Linked DNA regions of Mus musculus: region 1 is linked to region 2. The links are chromatin contacts, called in public ChIA-PET maps. All regions are on one chromosome and are shown on one strand. The core of a region is the stretch at or near the end of the contact, and the rest is flanking DNA. Distances in the headings are between cores, read along the strand shown.

Region 1 (5,424 bases), core at 434-2,933, 260 kb before region 2:
AACAGAACTTACTGTCCCTGTCTCTATCTCTGAGCCAGGTTCTGTATTGAGCACCATCGTAGAGCAAAGCCCCTCACAGAAAAGTGGTTTGTGTTCTGGACTTGGGGAAAACACCAGCACCTTTGCAAAGAGAGTTAAGGGCTAGGGCTGACCTGTGTGAGGTGAGTACTTTCAGCATTTTGTGTTTTGAAGATAAGAAAGGGAAAAACTGCAGGTCTTCTTACCAACAGGATATATGGTAGCTAGCAGACACAGATCTTGCAAAACAACCTTTATTGAAACACCAGAGGCCATGGGGATGGGCCCTAAGGTTTTGGTTCTGGAGTCAAGATTCTTTCTTCAACATGTCTGGCCTGGGGCCCTAGTGGCTGGGGAGACAAAGTGAGGGGCTCCCACAGTACTCAGACCAGGACCAGGACATTCCTGGTAGCCCAAAGGGATTCAGGAGCTTCAGAGAGAGGCCCCTCATGGAGCTGCTCAGGGTCCCCACAGCACATGTGAGTACGGAGCTGGGAACACCTCTTCCATTGGACTGTCCTAGGGCTTTTCTTGTCTAGGCAGGTGGAGGTCAGAAATTGCCCCTCTGGGCACCAGAGATAAAAGACATCTGAGGCCACGAAGAACAAAGATGCTTTAGGACAGACATGTTGAGGACTAAGCAGCCATAGGCCACGGCTGAAACAGGCACTCGTCAGCTGTCCTTGCCTCCACTACTCTTCTGGTCTGAAGCTGTGGCTTTAGTCAGGTTCCCAGCTTCTCTTTTGAGTACACTAAGCAGAGTCTGAGAGCTCTCCAGGATCTGGGGCCAGAGAAATAAAAGGATGTTATTTCTCTGGTAGGAAGGTCCCATTGCCTCAGGCTCTAATAATGGAGGATGGAAATCTCAATTTGGTCATCTGTGCTGTAGCCAACTGGTTATGGAGTAAAACCATCCTCCCTTCTGCACCTGTCCCAGAGCTCTTCCACCCTGCAAAGCCAGGCTGGGTTAATTCAGGCCCACACCGTGTACTCTGTCCAATACACCAATGCTCACTTTTGGAACCCACAGACAGCCCACTGTTCCACCTACAGCCTCTGAACCACAATGGGCCCTACCTAGCCTCAGATGGTAGTAAGGCACTCACAACAGACATCTGAGAGCCCCACCTTGAGGTAGGCGGCCTCGGTTTCTGCGATGGTCCGGTCAAACTCGTTGCGAGAGGCGATCTTGCGCGCCAGGTTCTCGTTGACGCGGGCCAACTTCTCCGTGAGCTGCCTCACCTCATTCTGTAGCCGCTGCTTTTCGTCCTCCTCTTGCTGGATCTGCCGGCACAGCTCCTCTCGCTTCTGACACAACTCCTCGATGCCTAGGGTGGGTGGGAAGACAGAGCTGTGGGTGGGGACTCGTGAGCTTCCGACCCCAACCAGCAATGACAGAGGGGCAGGCCGCAGAGCGGGGCTCGTGAGGCATGTCCACGCAGCCTCCCGAGTGGGTCGGCCGGCCCCGGCCCGCGGCCTTCAGTGCCCGACGCTCACACTTGACCAACTCGTTGTTGTAGTTCTGCAGCGCCGCGCCCTGTTGGGTCATGGTCTGCACCGCGTCCGGAAGCCTCAACCGCCGCCTGCACAGCTAAGTCCGCACCTGCGCACTGCCCACAAAGCGCGCGGGCTGGTGAACGTCACGGCTGCGCCACAGGTCCGCGCTTGCGTCATCACCGTGCGCTCTACTGGGCGGGTCTGTTTTGTGGACAGTGATGGAGGCCGAGGGTGTGGCGGTGGCGGCGGCGGCGGCGGCGGCGGCGGCGGCGGCGACAATTATTGCCTCCGATGACTGCGACTCTAGGCCTGGACAGGAGCTCTTGGTTGCCTGGAATACTGTGAGCACCGGTCTGGTGCCGCCGGCCGCGCTGGGGCTGGTGAGGCCGGGGAAAGGTTGTCGGGCCTGTGCAGATTTCCCGCGACTTTGCATACTTTAGGGGGTCCACCCTTGGGGCCTCACAGCTCCGTGGCCTGCCTGTAGTGGGCTTGCCTCCTTCCTCAGCTACCTGATTTGTTTGGTTCCCTGGCAGCTCTTCGGTTGCTGGGTTTTTCCATGCCCCTCCTCTCCCTTTACCCCTATTCCGCCCCTCTGCTCACGGTTTTCCGTGCTCCAGGCGTCTTCCCGGACCAGCGGTGCAGTCCCACCAAAGGAGGAAGAGCTTCGTGCAGCGGTGGAGGTTCTGAGGGGACACGGTCTGCACTCTGTCCTGGAGGAGTGGTTCGTGGAAGTGCTGCAGAACGACCTTCAAGGCAATATTGCCACGGAGTTCTGGAATGCCATCGCTCTGCGAGAAAACTCTGTCGATGAGCCCCAGTGCCTTGGGCTGCTCCTGGATGCGTTCGGTCTGCTGGAAAGCCGCTTGGATCCCTATCTGCATAGCCTAGAACTCCTAGAGAAATGGACTCGTCTGGGCTTGCTGATGGGCGCTGGAGCTCAGGGGCTTCGGGAGAAAGTTCACACTATGTTGCGGGGAGTCCTGTTTTTTTCCACCCCTAGGACATTCCAGGAGATGGTCCAGCGCCTCTATGGTCGTTTCTTGAGAGTCTATATGCAGAGCAAGAGAAAAGGAGAAGGGGGCACAGACCCGGAACTAGAGGGTGAGCTAGATAGCCGGTATGCCCGCCGCAGGTACTACCGACTTTTGCAGAGTCCTCTGTGCGCAGGATGTGGCAGTGACAAGCAGCAGTGCTGGTGCCGGCAGGCACTGGAGCAGTTCAACCAGCTGAGCCAGGTCCTGTGAGTACTGCTTCCTAACCATGCTGCGGTTTCTCTGCAAGCTTCATTAGTCCTGAATTCAAAAGACCTCTCAATAGAGCTTATAGACTAACTGGCGATGTCTTTTTTGCCCATACTTGTAACCAGGGATTATTGTTCATCACGTTTATACTGTCCTGGACATAGGCATAGGGTGTGTGTGCAGTATCTTTATGGGGAGAGCCCTCCTAGGTAAGGGACAGATGTGTGTTGTGGGTTCTCCATGAGCGGGGATCTTTTCTAGGCATAGGCTCAGTCTGCTGGAGCGGGTTTGTGCTGAGGCCGTGACAACCACCCTGCATCAGGTGACCCGGGAAAGGATGGAAGACCGCTGCCGAGGAGAGTATGAGCGCTCTTTTTTGCGTGAGTTTCACAAGGTGAGAATCACCTCTCTGGTCTGTTTCTTGTTAAAGGCAAAAGTGGAGTTGTGGTAGACCTGATACCAAACAGTAGGCAAGTTGACCAGGAGTGGTGATGGTTGAGGTTATCCTGGTGCTGTCTATAGAAGCCAGTCCTGGATCCTGATGACAAGAACAAATCTCGTATGTACTAAATAGGTCGTGCATTTAAAATAAAAATTTTAAATCCTGGACCAGAGGTAGCTACAACGAGTTTCCTCAGGTAGGTGTGGCAAGACAGGCCTACGAGACCCTTTTCTTTCCACTGCCTACAAGTTTCCATTGCCTACAGTTCCCTTCAGGATTAACCTGTAACCAGTGTACACTCTAGCATGGAGCTAGGGTGTCCCAGTGAATGCTTCTGGTTGCCCATACTGTTGAGGTATGGTTTGTATTGTGAAGAAGCTAGGTTCAGCCCCATGAAGCCATAGACCTTGTTTCTGCTTCACTCCGTACTTCCCATTCTTCAAGAGTCTATCTGCTGTGGATGCATATTAGCCATGATGGGGAGTGATTAAAGTGGGTGTCCCAGCAGTCTTGGCCTAGAGTCGTAAACTTGGAAACTCCTGGGCAGTAGAGTGTAGACTTGATACTTCTGGCCTCTACACACAGGTTGGGGCACCTCTAGGGTCCTGCCAAAGGTGTGTGGTTACTGAGTCAGAAGGGAGCTTTTAAATGTTATTACACCTCACACACTAATGATCTTTCACAGTGGATAGAGAGAGTGGTTGGTTGGCTTGGCAAAGTGTTCCTTCAGGACAACCCCACCAGACCAACTTCTCCAGAAGCTGGGAACACACTGCGTCGTTGGCGCTGCCACGTACAGAGATTCTTCTACCGTATCTATGCCACCCTACGCATCGAGGAGCTTTTCAGCATCATCCGAGGTTGGTCCTGCCTCTTAATTTTCAGGAGCTACCTTTCCCAGTGATTGCCTTTGCTTTCCCTTCTGCTGTTGGCAGGGTGGTGAGCATGGTAGACTCCCTCTGACATGGCTCAGAGTCTAGGTCAGCATTGAGCAGGTGCTTCTAAGTATCCACCTCCCCCTTCTTCTCCCTCTAGCTCTGGTCCCACTTGCTCTGGCCCATAGGCATTATTTGTTTCTAGTTATGGATGGTTGTGAACCACCATGTGGTTGCTGGGATTTGAACTCATGACTCCTGGAAGAGCGCTCAGTGCTCTTACTGCTGAGCCATGTCACCAGCCCCTAGGTATCCACTCTTGTTTCTTTCATCTTGGTTCCTACTTAGGACTGGCCCCATGTCATGTGTGGTTATTATAATCAAGTGTCAATATATAGAAGAATGTAGGGTAGAGCTGGAGAGATGGCTCATCAGCTAAGATGGCTTGTTGCTCTTACAGAGTACTCGGGTTGTTTTGAGCACTTATGTAGCAGCTCACAGCCATCTGTAACTCCATTTCCAGGGGATCAAACACTATCTTCTGCCCTCCACTGGTACTAAGCATGCACATGGAACCTATACATATGGGCAGGCAAACAGTCCCTGTAAGCAAATACATATAGAAACATTTTAAATCTTAAAAATTAAGGTTTGGGGGCTGGTGAGATGGCTCAGTGGTTGGGAGCGCCGACTGCTCTTCCGAAGGTTCAGAGTTCAGATCCCAGCTACCACATGGTGGCTCACAACCATCCATGACGAGATCTGACTCCCTCTTCTGGAATGTCTGAGGACAGCTACAGTGTACTTATATATAATAAATAAATAATTAAAAAAAAAAAGGTTTGCGGCCAGGTGTTGGGGCACACACGTTTAATCCCAGCACACGGGAGGCAGAGGCAGGTGGATGGGTATCTGTGAGTTTAAGGCTGGCCTGGTCTACGGTTCGAGTTCCAGAATAGCCAGAGCTACACAGAGACACTCAGTGGTCTCAAAAAACTAGAAGGGGGGAAAAAGATTTGAAGGCATTTTTGATTAATTGCAATTGTTGTCATTTGACAACACTGTTTATTTCTATTTTCCCAAGAACTAGTACAGCTTGAGACAGTTGAGCTATCTACAACTGTAAACCATGGGAGGGATGACTGGTGTGAGTCAGGGCAGCTGTTGGAGCTTTAAGTGTTACTACACCTCACACATTAATGTTGCACTAATGATCCACAGTGGATTGAGAGAGTAGTTGGTTGGCCTAGCAAAGTGTTCCTTCAGTGAAGCAGTCATTCAGATCAAACGAGAAAGTCATCTATGGTCAGATTAGCCTCCAGTGACAGTTACTCTGACAGTAGAACATAGG
Region 2 (5,888 bases), core at 1,625-4,124:
CGAACTACAGAGGAGGAAAACTTCTAGGAGAAGGTTAATAGGCAAGAGGCAAGTTCCTGAGGCTGAGACACAGTCCAGAGTAGGCGAGAAAAGACCCAACAGCAGAGCCATAAAGATCAAATCAGCTGTTCAGAGTTATCCAAATGACTCTGGAGGAAGGTTGCTCTAAGAAGACAACAGGGTGAGAGACCCTCAATCAAATCCTAGGACGGAGGTGGGACTGTAGTCGGGAAAAGCAGAAGTGGTGCATTCAGTCTAAGTGCTTGGCAACCCCCAAGCTAGGACACATAAGGGCTTAGACAACCACACTAACGCTCCAGCCCAAGGGGCTCTGTGTGCCATGATCCTGTAACTCCCTGAGTGTGCAACAACTAGTTATTAAACAAGCACAAAGAGGGGCCTCAGCCAGGCATGGTGGCGCACGCCTTTAATCCCAGCACTCAGGAGGCAGAGGCAGGCGGATTTCTGAGTTTGAGGCCAGCCTGGTCTACAAAGTGAGTTCCAGGACAGCCTGGGCTATACAAAGAAACCCTGTCTCGGAGGAAAAAAAAAAAAAAGGCCTCAAGCTATTATGCTATAACAGTTTACAGAAGGTAAGACTAATGTACAAAAACAGTTAAGTTGGGGCTGGAGAGATGGCTGAGTGGTTAGGAACACTGACTGCTTCTCCAGAGGTCCTGAGTTCAATTCCCAGCAACCACATGGTGGCTCACAACCATCTTTAATGGGATCTGATGCCCTCTTCTGGTGTGTCTGAAGACAGCTACAATGTACTCATATACATTAAATAAACAAATAGTATTTGAAAAAAATTAGTTGTTACTATAATTTAACTAAAAGGCTACTTATGACTTGGGGCTGGGGAAATGGCTCAGCTGATGAAAGTACATCCCACACAAACATTAAGACCTGAGTTTTGACCCTCAAACCTCCTATTTTAAAAAGTCACATATAGCAGTGTGCTCTTGTAATTCCAATGTTGGGTAAACAAAGGTAGGAGGACCCTCAGGTAAGATGGTCAGGAATCCTAGACTAAGTGCTGAGCTTAGGCCAATAGGAAACTATCTTAGTAAAGTGGATGGCTCCTGAGAAATGACACCCAATGTTAACCTCTGGTCTCCAAATGCACATGCACACATGCGCAGCCACATGGAGACACACACACACACACACACACACACATACACACACACACACACACACACACTATACAAAGCTGTTATACGGTAGAAGAAAGCCTAGAATGCACAAAACCCTGGAGTTAATCCTCTATACTAAAAAATAAACAAGAAAAATGACGAGGCATCTTACATTTGCTTTGAAGTAGTCCACAAAGGCCAACACGGGCTGAGAGACAGCTGACAGAAGTTCTGGAGGCACCAGGAGCCTAGCACTGACTTGGCTCTCAGTCCTCTGCTCAGAGTTTCTCTATATTTCTCATACTGGTTTTTTGAGACAGGACCTTATGCAATTCATTCTATGAAACCTGGATTCTGACAAATTTCAATAAACTGTTTCTCTCCTGGGACAGGTGAGGCTCAGTGGGTGAGTATGTGCTTTGTGTGTTCATGGCCCTGTGTTCCATGCCCTGCACTGGCTGCTTCAAATCCCAGCTAAACTCAGAACCTGAGAGTGACTTGAATATTCACTCAATACTCCAGGCTGGCAGGCCACCAAACCCCAGAGATGTTCCTGTCTCTGCTTCTCCAACTTTGAGATTACAGGCGTATGCTGCCGTACCTGACTTTTTTAGATGAGTCCTGGGGGAGACCAGGGAATGAATGCTTGTCCTCAGGTCCTGACCATAAAGGATTACAGAAGACACACTTGTAACAACACATTCAGGCAACAAAGACAAAGCTCAAACTCCCCTAGCAGACACAATCTAAATCTATCAGCATTTATTCAAGCAGAATTCAAATTTAACATTTTAAGAAAATATAGTTGTTAAAACTGAAATTTTGGGGGGTGGGGTGGATGGGTGTGGTTGAGAAAGGGTCTCACTATATAACTTTGCCTGGTCTGGAATTCACTATGTAGACTATAATGATGGGCTGGAGAGAGAGCTCAGTGGTTAGAAGCACTTGTTGCTCTTGCAGCAGACTCAGGTTCAACTCCCAGCTCCCACATGGTGGCTCACAGCCAACCTTAAGTCCAGTTCTAAGGGAGCCAGTGCCCTCTTCTAGTCCCTCTTTGGGCACCAGGTATGCAAGTGATGCACATATACATATACAGATAAAAGCCCATACACATAAAATAAATAAATGTGAAAAGCAAGTCCACGATGAGGCCATGCCGACTGGCACACCTGCCTTCCCAGTTTCAGCTGTTCCCTGGAATCTGTAGCCTGGCTGGCCTGGAACTCACTATGTGGGGACCAGGCTGGCCTGGAACTCACAGAGATCTGGCAGCCTTTGCTTTCCCTAGTGCAGTACCAGGCTTTGCCTTCAGGACAACAGACTTTAATACAGCTTTCAATTCATCTTCAGAATGAAAGACATTATCATAAAGGAAAACAGAGCCAAAGGCTAAGCAGGATTTTTTTCCCATCTTTCAAACATTTTAAATAATTCAAACCATAAAAAAAATGTTTTAGTTACAACCTTAGTTCCAGTGAAAGCTAAGAAATAAAGAGATTTGTGACAGGCAGAAGAGAGGATTATCTGTGGTGATGACTGCACAAAGAGGGTGTAATTTCTTCTCTGGCTTGTGACATTTGCCACCAGCGACAAGTTTTTATCAATAAAATCAGCTAAGGCTGAGCTGTGCCTGCCCTCCCATGTGACCAAACCCAACTCATCTCAGGGACTTTCCAGAGCTCTCAAAGGGTGCAGCCAGGGACTTTCCACTCTGCATGCCTACAAAGCCACATGGCACCAAGCCCATGGCCTGGCTGCAGTTCCTGGCCATCAGTCAGAGGCCCACACAGTCACTGACCTACAGTACCACAGGCCTGGAAGCAACAGAAATCTTGGGGGAATCTAAAGCCTACCACAGGCCTGGGAAGAATTATTCCACTTGCCCCAGGGGTCTCTCAAAACACCTTCAAGAGCAAACAGGTTCTATAGGCCACCATGCCCTACACCCACATTTTCCTGCATCCACCCAATACACCAAGCATGTCACTTCCCTAGGAGCCGTCTCTTTCACAGGCAGCACTAAGCATTTCATTTTAAGGATACAGTGTGGACTATGACTCTTGATCAGGTCCTGACACCATGCTTGAAAAAAATGAGTTTCTTGTTCACCCAAGTGAAGCCCAAACTGCTCAGCTAGAGACTGAAACCTAAAGTGTGACCAGTCAACAGGTCACGGGACATATAGCCAGACACAAGAGGCAGGCATAGGAAAGACAAGGCCTCACTAGCAGCCTGGGCCACCTCTGAACACATGGTCCTCCTGTCTCAGCCTTCTAAGAATAGGGATTATAGGTGTGCATCACCATGTCCAGCGGAATCAAAAACTTCTTTGAAGGTTGTTGACTAAAGCAACAAGAGGAATGAGAAACTTGGTAGACTGGAGGAGTGTCACTTAACCACGTGGCCTCTGTAATGCAGGTTTAACTCAAGATGCCTAAAGGTGACATACTAAAAAAAAAAAAAAAAAAAAAAAAAAAGCTCATGCTAATGTCCACACTACACTGGCCCCTTTCATAGACCACCTCTTCCTCTGGCCTTCTAGATGACTTTCTGTGACCAAAACAAATATACCCATTAGTTAAATAACTTCCAGAGTCAACACAATTCACAGCAAGAAAACTCTTGTGAGTGAGGCAGGGTAGTGCACATCTTTAATCCCAGAACTCAAGAGGCAGAGGCAAGTGGATCTCTGAATTCCAGGACAACAGGGCTATAGAAAGACTGACTCACACCGAGTGTGGTGATGCACGCCTTTAATCCCAGCACTCGGGAGGCAGAGGCAGGCGGATTTCTGAGTTCGAGGCCAGCCTGGTCTACAAAGTGAGCTCCAGGACAGCCAGAGCTATACAGAGAAACCCTGTCTCGAAAAACAAAACAAAAAACAAAAACAAAAAAAAAAAAGACTGACTCAAAAGAAATAGAAAACAAATAACAATAGAGAAATCCCTGGTGGGTATGATATACACCACAGACTCCCACTGAGCTTAAAAGCTGCAGCTTCCTGCAAACAATGAAAACTTTGCAGCCAAAGCAACACAAAGGTGTTACCAAGGCCAGCCTGGCGCTAGCTTCTTATGTAAGGCACTCCCGTCCTACTGTACCTCTGGGGAACTGGAGTAGGACGTGGAAAGAAGTGACAGGCTTATGGTACAGGCCTACCTGCACTATTTGGGTTTCAAAAAGGGTACTCTTTAAACAAAGAAAGAAACAAAATAAAACAAAAACAAAATTCGCTAGGTAGGCCCAGCTAGCCCTCAACTCAGCATTCTCTAGCCTCACCTTCCCAAGTGCTGGGGTCACAGGCATACTCAGAGAAAAAAAGGTCCTTCTTTTCCTTTCTTTTCTGTTTTTTTGAGACAGGGTTTCTCTATGAAGTGATGGCTGTCATGGAACGTTCTCTGTAGACCAGGCTAGCCTCAAATTCAGAGATCTACCTGCCTCTGCCTCCCGAGTACTGGCATTAAAGGAGTGTGCCACCATGGCCAGCTCTGAGGAGGAACTTTTTTCACATACATTAGCCAGGCCAGTTCTAGCAAAACTAGAACACGGCTTCTATGAGAAATGTTTTGTAGGGGTTGAAGAGATGACTCAAAAGCATGGGAGCTGGAGAGATGGCTCAGCGGTTAAGAGTACCATCTGCTCTTCCAGAGGGCCTGAGTTCAATTCCCAGCAACCACATGGTGGCTCACAACCATCTGTAATGGGACTGGATGCTCTCTTCTGGAGTGTCTGAAGACAGCGACAGTGTGCTTATATAAAATAAATAAATAAATCTTAAAAAAAAAAAAGAAAGAAAAAAAAGTTAGGAGCACTGACTGCTCTTCAGAGGACCCAGCTCAATTCTCGGTAGGCAGCTCACAGCTGTCCATTATTTCAGTTCCAAGGGTCCAATACACTTGCACAGACATACATGCAAGCAAACCACACATGCATAGAAATAAATTATTTTTTAAAGTCCACTGCTGGAGACTCAGCCACCGGGCCAGAACAGAAATGTCCATCTACCTCGTATTCTTTCAAGGTCCCCTTCCAAGTGCATCCATCATTGGGACAGACAGCTGGCAGGCTCTCCACCTCTCTGCGGGCAGCGTTATCTGGAAAGGCCTGGAACAGGAATGTCCTTGGGTTACACCCTCTCCCAGTACCCTACTGTCGATGAAGCAACGTCTAGATCAGAGACCCTACCCAAAACTAGCTGAGCCACCCTTTTCAGCAAGCACGTGGGGCAGAAGGTAACTAAGGACCAGCCGGCCCACACTTAGCCTTTCCAACCCTAAAGGTCATGAAGAGGCCACTCTCAACGCCCAAATCCTCATTCCGTTACCAGTGTTACAGAACAAAACCGCTTGCTAAACATTTCTGTTCATTTTGACATGTTTCTCTCAGCACTGAGTACTTACCGAACTACTCTCTAAAATAGAAATGCCTTCTTCATACAGGCCTTCATAGACACAGGCAGCACAGTTCTGGGGCCCAGAGCTGGTGGGAACACAGGAAACACAAAGTCCGCTCAAATGCCCGCTCTGGAGAATCTCTGAGCACTGCCTGCTCAGCCCACAACCCGGCTCCACACTGTTCATTCTTTGTTTTTCTCATCTTTGAACAAACTAGTATATCAACTGTACAATATCATGAAAACCCACAAATGAGAAGCTTCAATATAGAAAAGGGTATCGGGGCCTGAACTTGTAAGGCTAACCATCTCCTCCTTTTTCTTTTTGAATTTGTGATGTCAGGGATCTAGCTAAA

The links. ChIA-PET counts read pairs in DNA pulled down with a chosen protein or histone mark.
Region 1: a contact with region 2 is called in an RNA polymerase II ChIA-PET map of effector CD8 T cells, with 10 read pairs. The contact joins the promoter of Anapc2 here to the enhancer-like site in region 2. A contact is called at or near these places in 2 of 39 promoter capture datasets (the C10 cell line and liver), 1 of 484 Hi-C or Micro-C datasets (the C10 cell line), 6 of 115 datasets of contacts at active chromatin or transcription factors (the SCID.adh cell line, effector CD8 T cells, embryonic stem cells and 3 more) and 3 of 9 other capture datasets (adipose tissue, liver and pancreatic islet).

What each region holds. Positions count from the first base shown.
Region 1 is chr2:25,270,783-25,276,206 of GRCm38.p6, forward strand. It overlaps Anapc2 (anaphase promoting complex subunit 2), which reads left to right and starts at 1,684. Exons shown (of 13, transcript NM_175300.4): 1 at 1,684-1,895; 2 at 2,133-2,755; 3 at 3,018-3,150; 4 at 3,884-4,058. The coding sequence starts at 1,734. Ssna1 (SS nuclear autoantigen 1) reads right to left here and starts at 1,636. Exons shown (of 3, transcript NM_023464.2): 1 at 1,516-1,636; 2 at 1,147-1,346; 3 at 257-799. The coding sequence starts at 1,567. The coding sequence ends at 692.
Region 2 is chr2:25,531,532-25,537,419 of GRCm38.p6, forward strand. It overlaps Traf2 (TNF receptor-associated factor 2), which reads right to left. Exons shown (of 11, transcript NM_009422.3): 3 at 5,540-5,618; 4 at 5,145-5,243. Among named protein-coding and RNA genes, the nearest start is that of Traf2, 12 kb to the right of the region's middle. Within about 2 kb of position 2,875, at least 187 of the 459 cell types and tissues checked have an H3K27ac peak or open chromatin away from gene starts, as enhancers often do. A contact at or near this core is called in the SCID.adh cell line, adipose tissue, effector CD8 T cells and 2 more, where this site is marked.